Regions from separate parts of the Dromaius novaehollandiae genome. Here region 2 is linked to region 1. The links are chromatin contacts, called in public Hi-C maps. All regions are on one chromosome and are shown on one strand. The core of a region is the stretch at or near the end of the contact, and the rest is flanking DNA. Distances in the headings are between cores, read along the strand shown.

Evidence for each region. Hi-C and Micro-C count contacts between places; a contact is called where the count stands out from the background.
Region 2: a Hi-C map of brain shows a contact between it and region 1, with 6 times the contacts expected there. The contact joins the promoter of CEP43 here to the enhancer-like site in region 1. A contact is called at or near these places in 2 of 4 Hi-C or Micro-C datasets (brain and liver).

The regions. Positions count from the first base shown.
Region 1 is chr3:78,858,637-78,865,248 of bDroNov1.hap1, reverse strand. The region is part of intron 2 of RPS6KA2 (ribosomal protein S6 kinase A2); the gene reads left to right. Among named protein-coding and RNA genes, the nearest start is that of RPS6KA2, 19 kb to the left of the region's middle. Within about 2 kb of position 3,263, at least 2 of the 2 cell types and tissues checked have open chromatin away from gene starts, as enhancers often do.
Region 2 is chr3:78,937,747-78,944,358 of bDroNov1.hap1, reverse strand. CEP43 (centrosomal protein 43) reads right to left here and starts at 2,752. Exons shown (of 12, transcript XM_026109876.2): 1 at 2,425-2,752. The coding sequence starts at 2,514.

The DNA of each region.
Region 1 (6,612 bases), core at 2,014-4,513:
GTTGAAAGACTTAGCCTTCAGCTTTATTGGTAGAAGGCCAGCTATGCATTTACTTATAGATAAGCCACTGTCCATCAGGAAATGTATATGTGCAGAGCAAATGCTTACAGTATGCTTATGCAGGCTAATCTGAGTAGAGCGTCTCATCCTTTTCATTGAGCAGAGGTACTGTATCTCAACTGTACAGCTGGAATGAGATCAGTCCCAGGCCCCGGGAGAGAAAGGACCATTAAAATACTGCTTTACCTAGCTCACTCTTCTTGCCTTTTCTCATTCTCCTTTAACTAATGTAGACATACCCTGTGTGAATAACTGGAAGAGCTTCTTTAGATACAGCAGTTCCTTATCCCTGGCAGACAGCTGGGGGAAGCATAGAACTATGCCATAAGTGCTACACAAGGCAGATGCTGACTGCAGTGGAGGCAGTGTAGGACTCTGTTTTCTCTGGCTGTCTGAATATAATAGCTTGTGCCATTTTGAGGAGGAAATCTAACTCGGCTTAGTGTGTTCATTTCAGTATAAGAGAAGACCTTCTGGAGGATGGGGAACACTTGCAAATCCTGCTCATTTTGTTGAAGCAGAAAATACAGGTGCTGGATGCCTCCCCTGTAGCAGTTACAGCATGACTAATGTTGGGTGAGTTTCTGCCACAAGCTGAGAGAGGGAGCTTGGGCTTTGTCTTCCTTTGCCACAGTGAAAAGGGCAGAGAAACCCTATGAAATTCTGTTCTGCCATTGGTTTGCTGAGAGATCCTCCAAAAGTGTCTTGGGGGAGGGGAGGGGTGAGAGAGAAACTGGAGAAGCTGTTTCTCTTGGTTCCTATTTTTTTTTCTCTTCCAGTTACACCTGGCTATCAGGCACTGTCTGAATCACAGAATGCTTGAGGTTGGAAGTGATGTCTGCAGATCAACTAGTCCAACCCCCCTGCTCAAGCAGGGTCACTTAGAGCAGGTTGCCCAGGACCTTGTTCAGATAGCTTTTGAATATCTCTGGGGATGGAAACTTCACAGCCTCTCTGGGCAAGCTGTTCCAGTGCTCAGTCACCCTCACAGTTCAGGTGGAATTTCCTGTGTTTCAGTCTGTGCCCCTCGCCTCTTTTTCTGTCACTGAGCACCACTGAGAAGAGTTTGGCTCCAGCTTCTTTACAGGCCCCCATCAGATATTTCTAAACATTGATCTGGTCCCCCCTGGGCCTTCTGTTTTCCAGGCTAAACAATCCCAGCTGTCTCAGCCTCCCCTTCTATGTCAGATGCTTCTATCCCTTTATCATTTTCCCTGTACTTGCTCCAGTATATGCATGCTTTTCTTTTATGGCTGAACCCAGAGCTGGACCCATCACTCTAGATGCAGTTGCTCCAGTGCTGAGTAGAGGGAAAGGATTACTTCCCTAGACTTGCTGGCAGTGCTCTTCCTAGTGCAGTCCAGGATACCATTGGCCATCTTTATAAATAAATTGGTTATTCACATATATCATTTATATAAATATATAGTTTACCTTTATATATAAAATATATTGTCTAGGTCACTTAATTTGAGGGTCACTAACTCATGATGTTAAAACTGTCTTTCATCTCCTTGTAAAAATAAAGAAAAAGATCATGTAGATAAGATCATGTAATGCTTTTATTTATTTATTTATTTTTAAAGCTGGTCTGAGTCACATTAAGCTCTTCACCGCCAAACAAGTTAGAAATGTTCAAAATTAAAATCCCCCAAATGAAGTTTCACCTAATCATGTGACTCCAGTAGTCAGAGCTTTAGAGTAGGTAGAACACAAGGCTTGCTTGTGGAGGTTTGGCAGTATAGATTTTCCTATGGAGGATGTCTCCTGTCCCATGGTCTGTTCAGCTGCAAAACTCTCATTTTCCAGTGTCTGGACTAGGGAGCATCCATAGGTGAAAGTACCAACTAAATCAGAAAAATCTGTTGGGTACCTCCATCTGTGATAGGGGGAGTGTCACATCTCCTGTTCTATGTTTATGTTACTGATAAACATTTTAAGTGACTCTGTTTAGAGGAGGGGAAAAAGATATCTTTTAAAGTCATTCTGATACATTAGGTTTTTGAACAACGAACACTGAAGTAATTTCAGAGAGGGCAATGTACGTGTCTTAAGAGGCTGCTGGGATAGGTTAAGTTCCGTATGAAAAGAAGCTAAGGGATGACAACATAAACTTTGACTAATTGGTGTGTACTCAGCTTCTGAAGAGCCTAGTCCATGCTATTTTGGCAAGCATTGCTATATTGACTTGAGCTACTTAGACTGAAGCTAGCAAAAATCCTGCAGTCAAATTCTAATTGCAGTGTAGACATACCCACAGTCTGTTTCCATGGGGAAAAAGATGATTCTTGTTTAAAGAATTGTACTGAAAATTCCCATACTCTGATATTGTCTGCCCTGTAAGCAAACAATTGTGCAGCAGTTTGTTGTTAAAAGATGTCAAGGTTGACAGGTTTTGAACTTAATCAGTGCAAACAATAGTGTTTTGCTTGGTAAATCCTTAGTATTTTCCTAATAGGACAAGACTTATATGACTGCCCTGACAGTATGCTTCCAATAGTAATTTTTAAATATGGCCAGCTTCAGTCAGACTTGAAAGTGGGGTAGGCACCCTAGAGACATCCCTATTCTCAAGTTTTCTGAAAATCAGCAGATGAGGGGAGGTGAGAGACTCAAAACAGTGCCCTACCAGGGGAGGAAAAGGCAGAATTCCACTTGGCAACAGCCAACGGGCTGGTACGTGCTGTCTGATCAGTTAGCATATATTTTTTCCTTGCGTGTCTCTGTGACCCTCCAAAAAAGGAAAAGAGAAGGAAGGAGTGTGAGGGACAATGGCTATAAATCTGTTGAAAACCAGCCTCTGTTAGTTCTGTTTCTTGCAAAACAGCTTTTATTTGCTTTTCTTTCCCCCTGCAGTAATCACAAGTGGGAAATCCTTGCTCCCCCAAAATAAGCATGGAAGTCTGTCAGCTTCATGTGCTTAGAGAACCAGACTGCAGAGTGCTTTTGCAGCTATATGTACATGTTGTTCCCCCCAGTGTCCCCCCCCCCTTTATTTTGCTTTACTTTGATCTCTTTGCAAGACTAGATCAGCTTTGAGAGAAAATGCATTTTAAAAGAAAGCATGTTATTACTTAGCACTTTTCTGTGACAACAAAAAGCAGGCTGTGTTCTTGCAAACTCAGTGCTATACAAATATGAACCTTATTTGTTAAGGAGGGAAGCACTGTGCTGCACTTAATAAATACTGGTCTTCTGTGTGTGACTTAACTAGTTTCAGCCATGCTATATTGTAGACAATACTGACGCCTAGTGCAAGTTAAGTAAAACTGAACAAATGGCTTTTGAAGCTCTTAAAAAGTACAGAAGAATGTACTTTAAATTTAGGGTGACTTGAAGCCTTTGATATTGGAAAAGTTATCAGTTGGGATAGCACCTCTGATTTAACTATGATATTTGAAGTTGTCTCAAACTGAGTGTGGTCATGTTGTTATTTTACAGCATTAGTGTTCTGCAGCATAACAGAGGTGGGGCTGGCCAGCAATGAAGAAGTTGTTTAGGAGTGACACATCTTTAAAGCATGGAGAAAAAGGAAAGGAAACTGGAGTTGTTGAAAGTGGTAGGGGGAGGGGAGGAGATGATCAGAGGATGTATGAAGACAGACACACAGATAATGCTGCTGTTGGCAGGATGGAGCAAACACTACGCAGATAAAGAACATTCAAATTTAGCATTTTGAGACTGAAGAGAAAATTTAGAGACTTCAGTCAATGGAAGAAATGACTTTAAAGGGTGCCTTTTGCAGAGCAGGAGTTTAAGTGTACCAAATTGCCATTTTCAAGGATTTTTTTTTTTTTTTTAATCCCGCAACTCTAGAATTAGTTCTAGGAAATTTAGCTGTTTTAAGCTAAAGTTGGCTTTTGTGAATCTCCCTTCTGCTGGGTCCATCTCTTCTTAAGGAGTTTCATCAACACCTTGATCATAATATCTTTCCCTCTTCCCCCCATCTCTGAACCTTCAAAGAATTTTGGCAAGTCAGTCTTTCTAACTTGTATTGAATAGAATCCATGCATCAAGCACTGAATGATGCCCAGTCTTTCTGGAAACTGCACAATGTTCAGGTACTTAAGGAGGTAGGTAAAGCACTTGTATACTCTCTTGTTCAAAGTCAGCCTATGCAGTATTCTCAATAATCTACAGAAGGGCAGTTAACAGTCCGCGTGGTCAGTTCCATCCCCTTTAACATGGAAAGAAGTATTTCCATTGATTCAGTGCTTCAGGTCCTAAGTAAGCTTATTTATTTGAGGACTAGCTATCCCTCATGGGTAGAACCTGAGTTTTTCATAACTATGGATAAATCGGCTTTCAGGCAAAGATAACATCAGCAGAGATCTATTGTCATTTCTTTAAGGATGGGGAATATAAAGTGATGTGCTGCAAAAATCTTCATCTGTTATCACCAGACAGGCTCCAGAGCAGGGAGGTAGGGTGCACCATATAGTTTCTTAACTTGTGCATAGTGTGATGTGATGAGGGTATGATTCTTCTGGGGCATTAGTTAGTGTCTACATGCAGCACTGTTTTGTAAGGATACCTGCTAAGGAATGCTAGAGGTGCTCTCTATGTCCTAACAGAAAACACGTGGCCAAATCCTCCTCCTGGTATCTTACATTTCACTGCAAACAGTGATGGTGGCTTCAGTAAGCACCTGTCAACCTGTGGAGAGTGGCAGAACATTGTTGGCTATGTTGTTCATTTTTAAATGTCCTTCTAAGAAGACCTCTTTTGCATTCTGAATGTGACTGAAGCTGAGAAGGGTGTGAGGACTTGCAATCCACTATGGGCAGCTGCTGAGACTTGGGAAAAACTAAGATCTCTAACTGAAGGATTTCCAACAATTTGAGCTCTAACCATCTAGGCTAAGGAAAGAGCTCATCTATATCCCTCACTCGTATCTTTTTAGCAGCCAGCACAACTGTCCAGTGAGCAGTGCAGTGTCTTTATTCTTCTTTGACAACCTCAGGAGCCTGATGGTTTTTTCTGTGAGGCCCTTTTACCTGTGGTGATTTCCTTTCCTGCGTGGCTGAGTTTAGGCAATCAGAGGATCAAAGACAACTTTCCACATTGTATGAGGCAGACATCCATCCTCCTGATGTTTTCTATAGATGGACCTGCCTGAATGATTTTACTGTCACACTTTGGGCATTGATATGATGCCAGTACTACTAAAACTAATGCCATACTGTGCCTTTGATTAGTGGTTACTGTTGAGTTGTCTATTACTGAAGGGAGGAGAGCTGGACTTGGAGAGTTGAAACAAATCCCCAAAACAGGGTGAAACTTAACAATGGCAACAGTGTATTCCTGGTCTTGAACTTAAGCTATTGCATGGATTCCAACAGAGTTTCCAAATGGATTTTGTATATTCATGTTCTAAAATACTTTGATATGCACATTGTATCCTTCTATGCTGAGAAACTGGATGTGGCACAAGTCTGCAGCAGATGATAACTCTGAGGTGCTTCTTGGATAGTTATATTTATTTGCAAGATTTTATCTTAGTTCTCTGTATAGCTCTTCCTCAGCTGCATTAAAAAAAAAAAATTGAAACTCAGTCCCATCCCCAAAACCTAGCAGTACAGTTTTGCTGATCATTCTTACAAATGGAGACATCACAATCTAGTTAGCTTTTTGTTGTCATTGTTTCAGAAGTGATAAAATCTGGGGGTTAAAAAGCAAGGATGTTGTTAGGAGTCTTAAGGTTCATGATGCAGCCATTTTTACTTCCTTTATGAAACTGAGAAGACAGAGCATGGTGTGTCGTCATTTTCTGGTTTTGAAAGTTTGGCTACAGAATTCAAAATTAAAGTCAAGCATTCCCTAAACACTGCAAACATAGTCTTCATGTGTGTGCTGCAGGAGAGCAATAAAATTAGTAAGCTGTGCTAGTGGTTTTGGTTTGATTCCTTTCAAGAGAATCCTGCATCTTTCTTTAGGTTTCTTATGTATTTAACACTTGTCAGGAGAAAAATGAACAAATTTGACATGCCGTTGGGCTATGTTAAACAAGTAAGGTGAGATAAATCATGGGGCATTTTGTGTCTCTTTTCTTTAAACTAGGAAGTTGGTTAGTTCTGAGTAAAAAGAAATGCTATAGAGTACGTTTTGGCGTTCAGCACTGAGGGACTGTCAAAAATGCTAATACATAGGAGTAATCTTTTAGCACACCTTCCCTGATTCTTCATAGTAAGTAGCTGTGTAATCATGACATTTCTGCCACAGATTAGACTGGGCCTTAATCTAACTTTGGAGTTGGCCCTGGTTTGAGCAAGAGGTTTGATTGGATGACCTCTAGAGGTCCCTCCCAGCGTAACTTATTCTAAGAATCAGTACTTTAGCTTCTGTTTTCATCCAGTTCTGGCATAAAGAGTGTATGAGCTAAGATCTATGCTGTTTTTTCTTTTTAAATCAGTCTGTCATTTAAATAGAAGGTGAAAAGAAGTTCCAGTTATTTCCTAACTAAATAACCATGTCAACTCTAGCACTGCACTGGAAGCAGTCATAGGGATATACCAGTGCTGCAGATCACAGTAACAACTATCATGAGACTGG
Region 2 (6,612 bases), core at 1,503-4,002, 80 kb before region 1:
TGATGCGGTAAAACTAAGGTGGCAGAAACTTGTTTCTCCTGGAAAAACAAGATTAACAGACACAAAGAAAAACATAAAATAAGATGAAAAAGGAACACAATAAGAAGAATCACTCTTCTTGGTCAGATGACGACAGCTTCCCTAGGAGAGAGAAGGATCACATGCTCTTCAAGAGAGAAGTCCTTCTGTAATTCTACAGCATGCATCACATTTGTAGTATCAATAAAAATTTTTAATAAAGTACAAACATCCAGAATTACATTTTATACAAGCATTCTTACAGTATTCAAAAGAAAGCAGTTTGATCTGCAGCAGTCTAAAGATAGGAAATTTCTCAACTAGACATGGCAAATATATTTACACATCTTTCAGTTTTCACAGTATTACGTCATTAAACTCACCTTAGGCTTTGAGCAAAGGAAAGTATGACAATTTAAAAGTCTGTTTGGGACTTGTCTACATAGTAACTAAGATTTTATTATCATCATCATCCAGCTAAATAATTTACATCAAAACCAATATGCCCAAGAAATTAACCTCAAAATAAACCAGAACCCTAAAACTGCAATCCATTATAAAATCGTATTGTGTACTAGAGGACAAAGGTATCACCATAAGTTTTCTTCTTTTGTAATGACTGGTAAAGTAATTGTTATATGTTCCCAAATGTAAATACTGACAGCCTCATACATTCTATCTGTCCATATTATTCCACTTTATTTCTAATCCTTGCACAGTGTTCTTTACCTGTTTTGCCAGAGGTTTACCAGAGTTTTCTTCACACCAACTCAGCTGTACTTTAGCCATATAATTTGCTCTTTAATGTATCTATTTTTACAAATCTCAGACACATCACTGCAATTTACTTTCTAGCCTCACCGATCTTAGAAAATGAGCAGTACTCATTCCGGTGTATAAAATCTACACATTAGCAAAGCAATTGCTATTTTTTTCTCAATTCTGCCACATAATATACTGACATATATGCAATAGTTCAGGAAACAATACTGAGCAGAAATATGCTTAATTTATTTCAGGGAAAGCATGGCGCCCGTTTTTTATCTAATTTAAATTAGAAGCTAACCTTTTAAGACCAGTTTACTCTAAATTCTTCTGGAAGACAAAGGACTGTTTGTCAAGTACCAACAGAACAAATTCCATAAGCTACTAACAATCAACAGATAGCCAAACTAGTGTGGCAATTAAGAATTACAACTAAGAAGAAACCCTATGAATTCACAGAGTGCATGGCCTTAGCCATGAGACATAACACCATTCTACTGAAAATTATGGAATCCAGCCAAATATCCAATGGACTTTAAAGTGACTTTGTATTTTCTTTGTACGCACACACAAACACAAACTCTCATTTCCATCAACTGTTTCAGTCACTGAAATGTTCCTGAAATGCCAGTGATAAGCAACCTCTTGAAATGCTTCAAATAGTATTCTGGGGGAAAAAAATATCACCATCTGTGATTTGAAATTCAAGCTTCATTTCTCTCCTGGCCTAGAAGGGGGTCCAACAGCTTGTTGTTTGTATGGCTCTTTGCTGTGCACAATAGTTATTGCTTGAACAAGAATCCTTAAGAAGCAGTTTTCATATTCTTGCTAACAGAAGCCCAGGCTACAGTACAGGCATGGAAGCAACTACAACAGAGAAAACCTTACACCCCACTACAACACTGCCCTCCATATAGCTTCTTAACGTAGCAGTATTTGTGCCCTGTAGCTAGGCAGCATGCCTAGGCGCTTCCCTGGATTAGCAGACCTTCAAGACACAGCTTAAGCTCACTCATACACAGAAGAAGCCGTGTTTAAGCAGCAACCCTCAAGGATTCCTGGCTGAAATTTTCAGTGAGGACTTTTCGATCGAATAAGAGAGAAATCCTGTCCACTCCATCCAACACGACCTGGTGGCTGAACGTTTGCAGCGCCTTTAGCAGCAGCAGGAGAGGAGCAATAGAGCTTCTGCGACCACAGCGTGTCTGCGGGCCCGAAAGCACGCAGCCAAGACGCCAGGATCCCTGCGGCGGCCGCGGGCCCCCCTCCCTCTCCCCACCTAGGCGCTTTCGCTAATGCTGCGGCCGCCAGACAGACTTCACGCAGCGGTCAGGCCTCCCGTCCGGCCCGCGGGGAGCACGTACCGGCTCCACCTCGCGAGGCAGGCGCTGTACCCGGCTCCCCGCCGAGCGGACGGAGTGGCCGGGGAGCACTAAGGGAGCGGCCGACGCCCCCGCCAGGCCATGGCGCTGGCACAGGCCCCGGCCGGGAACACCGGCTAGACGCGCCACGGAGAGGGGACGAAGCCCCAGCCCATCCCCCCGCGCGGCCGTTAACTGCCGCTGGCGCCGGCCGGGGCTCTTCCCTGCCTCTGCGCTTCGCGAGGCGCGCGTGCCAACGCGAGGGTCCCCTTCCTCCCACCTTAATTTTATTGAGCACCCCGCTGCTCTCCAGCGTCTGCACCAGCAGGTCCCGCAGCTCTGTGTCCTCCTCCGTCGCTGCGGCCGCCATCTTGTTTCTCCCTGACAACCGCCCAAACTGCGCTAGCGGCTGGACGAGCGCGGCAGATTCGCCTCCGCGCTGAGGGAGGCACTAACCCAGCGGCCGACCCGAGCACACGAGGCGCCGCCGACCGGTGATGACCCTCAGCGGCGGCCCGAAAGGGAACGCAGTGAGGCCGCGACCAGCCAGCGCCCCTCCGGCCGCGGCACCTGGAAAGTGCGGCGGCGAATAGGCAGCGCGGCTGCCGGCGCCGCGATTGGCGGGCGGGAGGTTTAAAGCGGGTGATGGCGCTAACGGCTGAACTACGCCGTTGTTTGTCTTTAACGTCATCGCGACGGCACAGCTGGTAGCGGCGCTATCTGCCAGGTCCCTGTGAGCAGTCCCTGAGCCCTTTTCCCGCCCTAGCTTGGTGCTCTCCCCGGGCAGGGCAGCCCTGCGCACCGCGATGGGCTCGCGCCGGGCTGCGCTCGCGCCCAACGGCCGCGCGGACTGTAACGGCCGTGCCTGCCGCGGGCCCTAGCGAGGGGAAGCGAGGTTCCCCAGGGCCGGTCTTCCCCCGCACTCGGCTCTTTCCAACGCCGAAAGAAAGAGTGCATGTGTGTGCGTGGAGGGAGGCACTGAAACAGCTTTGAGGACCGAAGAACCCTTCTCCTCCCCCTTCTCAGGTGTTGAGCCCCGTTTCAGTAGAAAGGGAAACGTAGTTCCCCTCCTCTGAGCGGGGAAGGAACAACTTTCTCAGAGTGGTAGTGGGCTGAGAGAGATCTCAGAAAGTACGTGTACCCGCTCCGTTCAACACAAGCAAAGCAGGGATCGAAAAGTATTTGAAATAGGTCAACAATATTTATTTTATAACCAGCAGGTGCTTTTAGGAACAGGAGGCTCCAACGCTATCATTTCTTAAAAACGATACAAAGCTTTCGAGGATGCAGTGATTAATTTGCAAGCACTGCACGTTGCTTTGGGGAAAATCTTTTACTCTTTTTTTCCTGACCTTTTTAAGATTCTGACTGAACCTTATCTCCTGAACTTTCTACGATTTTTCTTGAAGAGAACTCAATTATATAATGAAGAATTTCAGAAGTTATGAATATTCAAAGCGTGCAAATGTTCCTCATAGATGAAGTATGATAAGGGTATTGTTGGCGGTTGATACTACTTTCAAAAGCATGCAGTAGGTGGCACTAATTCATCAGTGATGTCTTAAATACCAACCAAGCCTGGTAAGTCAGGTGTCACCAGTACTGTCCTGTTTTTATTGAATCCTCCAGAGGCATGCTGGATCTCTGAGCCCGTTTCCATACCTGCACAAAGAATATAGCACTACATTTTAAAATCCTGAGTCTTGGAAACATTGGCAACCTTTCACTTCAATGCAAAAGTGTATTAAAGTAAGCCTGCAACAGTGCACTTTTTAAACAAAACTGTAATAATAAATGAAGTTTAGATCTAGCTTTTCAAAACCCTACCAGAAGCAAAACATTACTTCAGAAACGTAATGCCTGGTATACTTATGATCTTTTTTCTTCTTTTATTCACAAAAATGGATGGAAATATCTGGTAGGCGCTCAGGATTTTTTTGTTTGTGAATTATATAAAAACAAAGCTGAAACAATAATTTGACTGTATGATGTGCTGTGATAGGAAATAAAACTAAATAATGAAATCATTCTGTTTTTTGATGACCAGTGATCTGGGCTTTTTTAGTTATATTTTTCTTGCTACGGAAGTGACTGACTGTTGCTGTGAAATACAGGATCTGAAATCAATGTTTTAACATAAAGTGGCACAGATTTCATAACTTCTTAAAACTGCAGCAAACTCTTTTCATACAGCTTTCATTCCTAATGCTGCTTAACCAAAACAAATACATTGACAAAAATATGAAAAAAATGAAGCGCATACAACATTAAGCCTATCTGATAACACTTTTATAAATTGTCCTTAAACATCTTGGAGCAATCCATTATACTCTGCTATACTGAATTAGTTACACTGCTTGTATATTGGGGAAAACATGTAATTTAATTTATCTGTGAAGTGCCACAGCTACCATCTGATAAGGACCTGTAATTTTTTTAATCTAACAAAAACAAACGTTACACATACATTTTAGAAATGTGGAATCAACTTATATGAAAACTTGAGGTTCCTTTTTGAATGGTTTGAGGAATATCTAACTCACCAATAAGAATAAATCATTATCTATTTAAAAGGCAAAATAGGCTATAAACTTCAGTGGTAAGCTTGAAACAAGATGGTGAATAACTAGGTTTCAGTTCTGGTAATCAAGGTAATTAAAAAAAAGTGTTTATAAGTTAAAGTTAAATTGTTATTTCAAATAATCATATGAGCGTTGTTAATGTTGTTATGATCAAAAGAGCCACACTCTCTCAGGGCATAAGGCTTTACTTGTATGTCTGCCAAAAGACATAACAGTGGTTTTGGTTCACCGAAACTTGAGGACGCCTAGTTTAGCAGAAGGAATATTAAACAATCGAAGGGATCAATGCTACAGTTAAGAGTCTAGGCTGGTAAATGAGTTTTAGGCTAGGGAGGGGAAGAACAGGGATTGGAAAACAACCAGCAAAATAAAGGTGACATTCTTCTATCAGCCATAAAAGCCTTGAAACAGGCCAAAATACAAAAGCACTTCTACAGGAGTAGATTGGGATCCTGTTGTAGTAATCGCAAATGGTCTATTTTTGTCAGTGATCCAGAGGGAATGTATTCTGTGCCAGTTCTACAGTTGATAGACACTACTTTCCCTTCCAAGCTGACAGACACTGCAGGGACCTAGACCCAAAGGTCTGTTACTTTACTTGCATTCCTCCAACAGTTTTGGAAAGTTGTTACTAGAACCCCACAGCCATTATTCTCCCTCCCACGCAGCTACATCTCTCTTTATGGTGTCACCTCAAACCCTACTGCTCTTCTGCTTGTGTGAGTGACAGTCCAGATCTAAATGATTACCAGGATAATGGTTTAAAGGCATATGAAACTGTGAATAGTAGGGAAGGAAGGAATTCAATAGTGGGAATCAATAGGGAAGTGTGTAACTACATTTTAACTACACTGTTGGTATCAAAATTAGCAAAACAATTGCTTGGCTGGATAACATGGTGAGCAATCCTCATACCACTATACACAGCTATACATGTATATGCACCGGGGATTTCTGTGGGATAAAATGAAATTAAACATGTACTTTATTCATTAATTTAAAGAACAATATACTCCTAATCTTTAAAAACTCTAAAGCTTTGAACTTTGTTACTTTGCTGATGACAAGCCAGCTTTTTAACTGTATGTTTGTTTGATAGTATTAATTCATTTTATCAGCTGTGGTTTAGATCAGTCACAAAAGGAATGTTTTCTCAATTTGTTCTTCAGCAACAAATACTGTCTCCAGTATTTCTTTATTGATGTGACTATGCTTTCTAGTATATATTTGTCAGAATTAAATCTTTCTCCCCAAGTAAATGTTTCAGAATACACTAGCATTCAAACTATGAATGTGACATAGGTATTGGCATTATGTTTGATTGTCCTGACAAAATTCACTTGACAAAATATTTGGTAGGGATTACAAAGCAAAAAGACAGATTCAGTAGACTTAGAAGATAATTCATCAGTGATAAAAATTGTGGTTTGTAAAATTCATTGCAGTAGCACTGGCTTCTTGCTCTCAAATGTATCTAGCATATTTCAAATCCAATCTATGTATACCCCTTTTGAGCACTGCAAAGTACCAGAAAATTGTGTATCTAAATACTCATCGCCTAGAGGGCAGCAAAGCATTCTCATAGTCCAACTTCCTACCCGGCAGACAATGAACAGCCTCAACCTGTCTCGTGTCCCATTCTAAAGAAAATGTTATCATTTTAAATATATCTAATTCCAAAGCTTACCTTTATTGAAATCGTCTAACTGCATCACAAGAGCTAGACCAAAATTATTTTTACTATTTCTACAGAAATGTAAATATGAAGAACACTTTTCCACAGCAAGAAGAAAATGTATTTTTCATGGGGAAACCAATATAGCTTTGCAAAGATGCTGTAAAATTAACACTGCATTATTCAAAAAAATGCGGTGGCAGCATTGCTA